2 separate regions of the Zea mays genome follow, and region 2 is linked to region 1. A link is a contact called in public Hi-C data. All regions are on one chromosome and are shown on one strand. The core of a region is the stretch at or near the end of the contact, and the rest is flanking DNA. Distances in the headings are between cores, read along the strand shown. Region 1 has its middle 73 kb from the start of LOC100277777. Region 2 holds the start of LOC101027201 (GBF-interacting protein 1).

Region 1 (4,797 bases), core at 625-3,124:
GCTAAGAGTTAAGAACAAGGCAACATAAAAAGTGTTAAATATAAAGGTCCTTCGTCCTTCAAGACTTTATATCCCTTCGGACATAATGAATTTCGGACGAAGGTTATGAAGAAAGAGACCTTCGTAAACTCGATAAATGATAAGAAAGAATTCGTATAAGAAATACAAACAATAATATAAATATTATTATCAACTTATTTTTATTTGCACTATCATATTCATAATAACAAATTATACATGTACCTTCGGATTGACGGAAAATAAAGGTACAGGCGTAATGCGAAAAGCGAATGCCAAGTCAGCGTGAACAGTACGGGAGTACTGTTCATCTATTTATAGGCAAGGGACGCGGCCCGTGTAGAATTACATTAATGCCCTTTACATTTATCAATAACTCTATAGTAATTCTTCGGGGTCTAATTTGCCTTTTCATCTTTAAGTCGGTTCCCCTTTTCTGCTGTCATGTCGTAGCTTCGTGATCATCTTATCCTTCGTCATAATCGCCTTCCGTCTCACTCAAGCTTCGTCCTGACCGTACTCTTGTATACTCATAACCCGATTCTGAAGATACCTGTTCACATATTTCACTTGGAAAACATTGTCAAATCATGTTTTTGAGGACCTTCGGAAGCCGAAGGCCCCCAACACATAATTACTAACATACCTTTCCTTTAGTTTTAAAAACGGGGCAATAGATATAAATTACATGAAACCAATAAGGATATGACGTAATTAAACAATTAAAAACTGTTTTTAGCTTAGCTTCTTATGTGCAATCAGGTCTTATGTGCAAGTATACAAACGAGTCTCTTAGTCCACTAACTGTAGACATAATTATGATTGGTTAGGTTTTTTTAAAATCTACCCGAGATTATGGTGGATGTAAGCGTTAAATGTGATACACACAAATGATATGATTACGCATTAGTTGTTGGCTATAGTGCCAAGTGCCAACTGCGAAGTATGCAATTGTCACCGAGAGGTCGAGACTAAGGCTGTCCGCAGCCACGGACGGTAAACACAACTCTAAAGGTATAGAGTCAACAAATGTGCTGCAGCGGGGAAACTTCAGCCCGACGCTAAATGCAACAGTAGCTGGGAAAACTCTAAATCTAGCGCACTCTTCCGCCCAACTCTATAGTCTCTCTCATCTTCTTTGCATGGCACAACGTACACAGTGGTAGGCAGGCGCGGTGGAGGTGGGCCCGGGCACAGTGGCAGGCGCGGTGGGGGCTGGGAGGGGATAGAATAGTGTGGGGTATAGGGTAGATATATAGAGTAATTGTGACCGCGGAGAATTGTTGAATAAAGTAGAGAATCTCGCTGACCATGATGAAATATTCGCCTAACGGCGCGCGCCATCGCCGCAGTTCAGCCGCTCGCCGTCGCCGGAGAGGGCAAGGGCAGGACCGTCCACGCGCATCTCCCTCGACTTGTTTCACGCGCGCACACACCCACGCCACCCTGCTGCACCGCGCACATATTGGCCCTGTTTGTTTCGGCTTCTGACAGCTTCTGGCCATCAAAAGCTGCTGCGGACTACCAAACGCTCAGCTTTTGAGCCAGCTTCTATAAAATTCGTTGGAACAAAAACCATTCAAAATCAACATAAACACATAATCGGTTGAGTCGTTGTAATAGTAGGAATCCGTCACTTTCTAGATCTTGAGTCCTATGAACAACTTTGTCTTCCCCCACACGTAATCGTAATGATACTCAGATTCTCTCCACAGTCAGATTCTCCCTACAGCCAGATTTTCAAAAAATCTGGTCAGAAAAAAGCTGAAACAAACAGCCCCAAGCCCCAAGTAACCCAAGGGGACGCCGCCTCTGCTCCTCCGCCGCCCACTCTTCTCCCCCTCCTTGCCTGCGGATTGGGGCGACAGGGGTTGGCGATGCCGGAGGTCAATGCCGGCGCGCTGGCGCAGGCGGAGCAGAGGAAGAAGGCGGGGAGGTCGGTTCCAGAGCGTGGAAAGGTTGCTTCTTATCTCTTCTCTGCCGCCCGGTGTTGGTGCCATCGACAACGCTCGTATGGGACGACTGGCTGGATAAGGATGCGGCCTCTCCGGATTTTGGCATCGGCAGGAAAGGATGGATTTGGGTTTTGATCCTGAGTTGCTTGCTTGCAGCGCGATAGAGATTAAGAGATACGAGTTGTTAGTCCTCCCCAGAGTCCGAAGCAAGCTACTAGGTTTTCAGTTTCAGATCCCCGAAAAATACGGTTGTTGTTTTGACGCCAACCGATATACGCGGCAGGAGTACCACGCGACGCTGGTATTGGATTCGCGTGACTTGGGTATGTATGTTTATCCAATCTTCCTAATCCAAGCCGCAGGAGTATTTATTTATTTCCTTCATTTTGTGGACGGACTACTACGGACTACTACGTATATATAAATCCTACGAGCCGACTGCTGCCTAGTTATCATTACCATCGGTGATCTCTTACCGTCCCCATCTACCAAAACTCGCAGAACCCACCAGACATGGAGTCCTTCAGCGACGCCGACAGATACATACCCCAAGAGATCATCGGCAGAGGCAGCTACGGGGTCGTTTGCTCAGCTATTGACCGGCGCACCGGCGAGAAGGTCGCGATCAAGAAAATAGGAGGCGTCTTCGATGACCTGTCCGACGCCGCCAGGACCCTCCGGGAGATCAAGCTGCTCCGGCTGTTACGACACCCTGACATTGTCGAGATCAAGCATGTCATGTTGCCTCCGGCTAGGAGGGACTACAAAGACATTTATGTCGTGTTTGAATTGATGGAGGCCGACCTTCACCAGGTTATCAAGGCTAACCCTGACCTGACGACAGAGCACCACCAGTACTTTCTCTATCAGATGCTGCGTGCGTTGAAGTATATGCATGCTGGTACGCACACGCCTCTAACGATTTCCTTATCTCAGCCTCAAAGGTCTTCTGATCAATGCACATTGACGGTGTGATGTGCTGCTTTCTTTATGTTCTAAGGGGGGATGAAATTTATTGACATCCCCTGTGCCTATTAGATGAAAGTGTACGTGTACCTTAGATAATTACTATCAGATCTTTTTCGTTTCTTTTGTTTAAATCCTTATTTAAATTCTGCTAGCGCTGATTTCACTTATGCCCCGTTTGGTTTCTTCTAATTTAATTACATTCTAATAATAGCAATTTAGGCAAATATCAATTAAGCTAATATGATTTTATGCTAAATATATTTGTATACTATTATTAACAATATGTGAGAGATATTTATGTGCTACATTTTTTTTACTATAGAGAAGTGAGTCGAAGACCGTCTTATAAGTTTTAGGGTCTTAACATATTCCGCTAAAACAAAAAATCATTTTACATTCTGCACACCATGAATTTAAGATAGCTTATATCTAAGCTTTGGAAAGTGATGGAATATCATATTCCAAGCTAAATAGACTACTTTATGAAGTAAATTTCAATTCCTCAGATCCAAACGGTCCAGTATGTTACATGCATTTACTTGACACCTATCACAGAGTGGCTACGAGCTAATGCTTGACTGGCTTGTTTTTCTGCAGCTAATGTTTATCATTGGGATTTAAAGCCAAAAAATATATTATTAAATGCTGACTGCAAACTCAAAATATGTGACTTTGGGCTAGCAAGGGTCGCGTTTGATGACTCTCCAACCACAGTTTTCTGCACGGTATGTTATTTTTACAGTGCTACTATTGTGAGATTCACAGTATCATATTTTATTGAAGCCTCTTATGCGTTACGAGCAACATTATTGACTTAGTGTGTTCGGCATCAAAGGATCCTACTTCGAACTTAAGCCCAATGTCTGCCCTAAAACGATTGCAGGACTACATTGCTACTAGATGGTACAGGGCTCCTGAGCTATGTGGATCTTTCTTCAGCAAGGTACTCATTTTTTTCTTCATACTGTTGTTTTGTCAAGTCTTATTGGTCTATTTTTTGTTTCCTTCGCCTTCAATGTTTAGTTTGAAATGCCTAAGTTATCCTGACAATATTAATTACTAAGTTGTTTCTCTTGTGCAGTATTCACCGGCTATTGATATGTGGAGCATTGGCTGCATTTTTGCAGAGATTTTGACTGGGGAGCCCTTATTCCCTGGTAAAAATGTGTTTCACCAGTTCACTTTGATGACTAATCTCCTGGGCACACCATCAACAGATACTATTTCACAGGTATGATTTTATTATTTTTGGTAATATTGGGTCACGTTCCGTATCGGGCATATATGGTAAATCCTGAATGTTTTTGTTCTTCTGTCCACAGATTCAAAATGAGAAAGCAAGGAAGTTTCTGAGCTGCATGAGGAAACAACCAATACCCTTTTCAGAGAAGTTCCCTGGTGCAGATCCTTCGGCTCTCAAGCTCTTACAAAGGCTTCTAGCATTTGATCCTAAGGACCGACCAACGGCTGAAGAGGTAGGTGTGTCATAATGAAACATAGGTTTTATGTTTGCGCTGCGGTTATTTGGGTTGATTTGCAGGATTATATTCTAACAACAATAATTGTGCTGTATACATGACCAGGCGTTGGCCGATCCCTATTTTGAAGGCATTGGGGAAGTGGAGAGGGAACCATCCTGTCAGCCAATTCCGAAAATGGAATTTGAGTTTGAAGAAAAGTTTACCGAAGAGGACGTCAAGGAACTTATATTCCTGGAGATACTGCAGTACCATCCTCAACTTCTGAAGGATTACAAGAATAGCTCTGAAAAAACGAGCTTTCTATATCCCAGGTTCTTACCTTAACTATATCGTTTAATTTAGTTTGTTTTCCCTCTTGTTATTTTGTTTGTTTC
Region 2 (4,797 bases), core at 975-3,474, 340 kb before region 1:
TCTTTTATTATGATGTGGGATGGGAGTATGGGGTTCTTGTTTTAGCTTTTATTATGCATCCATGTATCTTTAACTTGTGAACTTAGAACTCCTGTTGTGCGCTTGTGTTTTGTGTTGTGGCTTGTGAGAACTGAATCATGCGCATGCGCTTGTTATTTTATTTCGTGTTGCTGCATTTTATATGTGTTACTGCCTGCTGTCCCTTCATGTTTGTGATTTCTAAAGGCTATCCTATGGTGCTGATCAGTACTTAATGGATGGGAGAAGGGTCAGACCTCAGATAAGTACCTAACTTGCTATTTCCTATTTTTTTATCACTTGTATTGATGCCCAATTGCATCTAAAAGTGTTGTCCACTTCTATTGCAGCAGTGCTTGAGGATTCAGTGATCAGCAGATCTGCAAGGACAAAAGGTATGTCTACTGATCCTTCCCTATTTTTTATCTATAAATGTATATATGTATATATTATATAAGTTGGCAAAACGCCTAGAAAAACGCCTAGCATCGCCTAGGCAAGCCTAGGCTGGACTAGTCTCTAGGCTAAGGGTCATCGCCTAGATTCCGCCTAGCGCCTAGCAAAACTTTGAGCACATATAATCGTCGTCCTATAAAACTTGCCTTTTAGCTTCTGTGGTACGCTCTTGTCACATAGAACATCAGTTGTTTGATGCCACTTCAACCACATTGCTTTGATTAGCATCTTCATCCACCTAGTACATAAACACCTTCCTCTAAATTTTATGACTAGCGGACATGAGACTGAATATAGAAGAGCAGGAGTTCAAACATCATATCCCAGTCTAAAGGCTCCACTCTTTTCAAACCTGGTAGCTAAGAGTACCACAGCTTTTTTGTCCCAACAAACTATCTAAACCTACCGCCACCATCCTTTCCAAATCCAGTTCCTAAGTCCTAACTAGTACAAAACACAAATCAATCCACTTAAACCAATTTCTGTTTGCCTCCTGCATTGAAACACTAAAAGTCTCAGCTTAATACAGCAACTTGTCTTACTTTCTACCAAGCTTCAAGTGTCCAAACATTGTCCATGCTATCGTTGCATCCTTACTTTCTCCCAAGCTTCAAGTGTCCAAACATTGTCCATGCTATCATCACATCCCACTAGAGAAAAGTAAATCCTCTAGGAAGCGACAACCACAAAAAAGTCTGAGTGTTCTTGAAATGATTGGCTGGCACCACAACACAAACAGAGGAACCGACAGGGAACTCCTTAGTCCTTACCACTAATAGCATTTCCAGGAAATCTGAAATAGAAACCCTAAATGGATAGTGGACAACTGTGACAGCAGTCACAGCTCCTACATCTAAGGGAACGTATCTGGTGCTCAAAGGGGTACGGTGCTCATGTGCACATTTTAAATCTGGTGCATCCATCTTGTATTCAACGACACCAGCAATTTTACGAAGAACCCCTCACACCAGGAGAGAGGAAGGTGGAAGGGGTTCTTCACAAAACTGGTGCTGCTGTTAGGTGCGAAATGGATGCACCAGATTTAAAATATGCACATGAGCACCGTACCCCTTTGAGCACCAGATACGTTCCCTACATCTAATACTACTACAGACTCCAACATCTAACACTACTATCTGATATAGTGACTTGAAAGATAACTAAACCAAGTATGAACTCGAGGGTTAAAGGGGGGAGAAACAATACTGGTGCATCCGATTCTCACTAATCGGGCAGCGCGCTCAGACTACAACCTTCACGTCGACGAATCGCCCAGATCGACGAGAGCCTGCTGGTCTAGGACCCGTCTAAACCGTAGCAACGCGCCCTACAACGAACAGCTAAACAGGCAAGGAATCGTGGGACTGATGGACTGAGGAGAGGACAGCGCAAGCCGTGCCACGGACCTTGGGAGAGGAGGCGGCTGACCGCCTCGTCGGGGTCCATGCCGCACTCGCGCAGTGCGGAGTAGATCTCCGCCTCGGGTCGGTTCACGATCTCCTTGAGACACTGCACCAGTTTCCTCGACCCGGCCGGGACGGGCGCCGCCGCCCCCTTCCCTCCGGCACCGCCGCCGCTCATCCTCGCCGCCGGGATCTCCTCCTGGTAGTCGGGGACAGGGAGACGAGGGTCCGGCGTTGCTGCAGTGGGCGCGGGTGGTGGTCGTGGCGGTAGCTTCGGTTTCGGCCTGGTTCACTTTGCTCTCTCCCACGCAACGGCGTCCGGCGGCCTAATTCCAAAACCCTTCCCCCTCCGGCCCTCCCTCATTCCCTGCGGCCAAATTTATATAGCTTGACGAAAGGATGCAGGGTGTATTCACGCAACATAATAGCATTTCCAACAATGCCTCAAACTAGTGCCTTAAATTGAAATATTAGGCTCTACACAGGAAAAACTACCCCAACAGTGCCTTATTTTATAAATTTTTATCAAAAAACTATAGGGCACCCTCTCAAGTGACTCAAATATACTACACCGTAGTGGGCTGCTCTATAATCTAGATTTAGGGCTTTACTGTTGGAGCGGGGTGTTTTGTTGGTGCCCTAAATTCTATAAAATATACTTATTTTCAAATTATAGGGCATTTTTATAGGTCACGTTGTTGGAGATGCTCTAAGGTCATGTACTCATGTTTGAGATTAGTATTTTTATATTTCCTATACAATATCATGTTTTTAGATTATACCGCCGTATTTTATGGCACGAACTGTTTCAGAAAACGGTGTTTTCGAAACCGTGGTATTCTAGATAACATAGTATTTTTAGAGTATTGAAAATTCCATTTAAACCTAAAGTTTTTATGGCATGGCTAGCTTTTTGTCTAATATCATGGTTTACAATATTGTATCCGAATAATAATTTCTTAAAATCATAGTTTTACAATACTATGATTTACAATTGTTATGATAATACATAGTTTTGGCAGCTCTAAAAATACCATTGAAAAACATTGTTGCCAAACACGTCCTAACTGTTTCCCTGCCTCTGGATGGAGTTGTGTTTGGAAGCAAGGGAACTGGAGCAGATTAGAGAAGTTAAAATTATATTGTTATTCAATTTTAAATACGAAGGAGATTTTAAGCTCTTTAAGAGCAACTCCAAAAGGCTATCTATATTCTTCCTAATCTATATAAATATAGATTTTTGTTAAAAAAATATCCTCCAGCAGCTTATCTAAATGGCTATCCAAATATAAACATCTTCTATTTCGGGCTTCTCGCTAGCCAAATATAGTAAAACGTGAATGACTCTCTAGAGTCCAAATGAGATATGCAAATGTTGTTGGATATTAAAAATATTTAGAAAGCGTTTTTTATGCAAATGACCCTCCAAATGATAATTTAAAGAGTGGTATTTAGAAAGACACTTGGAGATGCTTTAATCCTCTTCATTCCCTTATCTCTCAAACAAGCTCGGATGGTACGACGCATACTTGTTAGCGACGTCGTCAGGTAGGGGATTGATCGGTCGTCGCTGATGTCATGGGGAAGGGGAAGTAGAAGCAAATGGAGTAGATAGACGCAGAATTGGATTAGTGTTCTCTTGTTCGATGTGTATTCTCTGTTCAGTGTAGTATGCTTTAACTATGATATTACAGGTCAGGTCAGCAGGGCATTACACATCCCATCCAGGCCCAAATATGTGTTGTGTTGTGTTGCGCTCCTCCTCTTGAACTTGCATGCTTTCCTCCGACTACACCATCCTTCGCTGCTTGTGTTTCAGTGAGTCCTTGATCATCAGAGCAAACAATCATCTATCGTCTCATGTGCATCTTGTGTAGATGAGCTGCCATTCCAATCTAGATACTTGACATTCTCCTCTCCTTGAAACTCAACTTGTCCTCAAGTTGATAGAAAAGGTTTAAACTGTTATATGATTGTTCTTCAATTGAGACCATGGTCACTGTGGTACCCAATATGACACCAAGCTGAAGGTAGCTGGCCATGTTGGTAGCATGAACAAACTGAAACACCACTATCTTGAAAAAGGTACTCCACTTCATACAAACCAAGTATGAGAATAATTCCCAATGGCAGTGGAAGAACACCATTCAACAACACCATGGAAATCTCGTTCGAATTCCCAGACTTGGTGGTTTGCTTAGCACTGTCCATTACCTGTCGAATGTAAGCGAATATGACGCCATAAGGACACATTTTAAGGCCTGACAGGTATATCTGATGACATGGTCGAGTTTCTCGCTCAACTACAGCCATTGCAACACACTGACGAGTGCACCATAAGGAATATATGGACTGGGTTCACTATGGTACATCAGAAGCACTGTTGCGCTGTCAGCAGGGTAGTTGAGAGTCATTAATCTCCCCAAATCTGAATTTTCAAAACACCAATTGAACAAGTCAACTTGTGCAAAGAAAACCAGAACCACCTCCTTGAAACCAATTAAGTAGCTACCAAGAAGTGCATCAAGATTGTTCATGTGGTTTTTCTGTTGGACAATCCAAGTATGACTGAGCATCAAGCAACTGAGATGGATCAGCGTCATTCGAAACATCAAATGAACAAATTCCTATGAGAATAATGTGCATCATACTGATTTGAACTAAGCCACATTGCAAAAATAAAAGAGGTGATCCTTGACAACATTTCCAACACCTCACTCGGAAATACAAAACTGTTGGGGACTTGTTCTCAAATGCTATGAATCAAGAACAAGGCAACACAAAACATTAATGGTTAAAGCCCTTCATCCTTCGAAGCATTATCTCCCTTAGGATTTAATGATCTTCGGACGAAGGTTATGTAGGACATACCTTCATAATCATAGTGCATAATAATGGAAGTAAAAGCGTATGACACATG

Evidence for each region. A called contact is a pair of places that touch in the nucleus more often than the background predicts.
Region 2: a Hi-C map of endosperm shows a contact between it and region 1, with 2.3 times the contacts expected there. The contact joins the promoter of LOC101027201 here to the enhancer-like site in region 1. A contact is called at or near these places in 5 of 25 Hi-C or Micro-C datasets (endosperm and leaf).

The regions. Positions count from the first base shown.
Region 1 is chr8:71,882,643-71,887,439 of Zm-B73-REFERENCE-NAM-5.0, reverse strand. It overlaps the pseudogene LOC103635340. Among protein-coding and RNA genes, the nearest start is that of LOC100277777, 73 kb to the right of the region's middle. Within about 2 kb of position 1,874, at least 5 of the 20 cell types and tissues checked have an H3K27ac peak or open chromatin away from gene starts, as enhancers often do. A contact at or near this core is called in endosperm, where this site is marked.
Region 2 is chr8:72,225,095-72,229,891 of Zm-B73-REFERENCE-NAM-5.0, reverse strand. It overlaps LOC101027201 (GBF-interacting protein 1), which reads right to left and starts at 2,224. Exons shown (of 10, transcript NM_001279811.2): 1 at 1,881-2,224. The coding sequence starts at 2,055.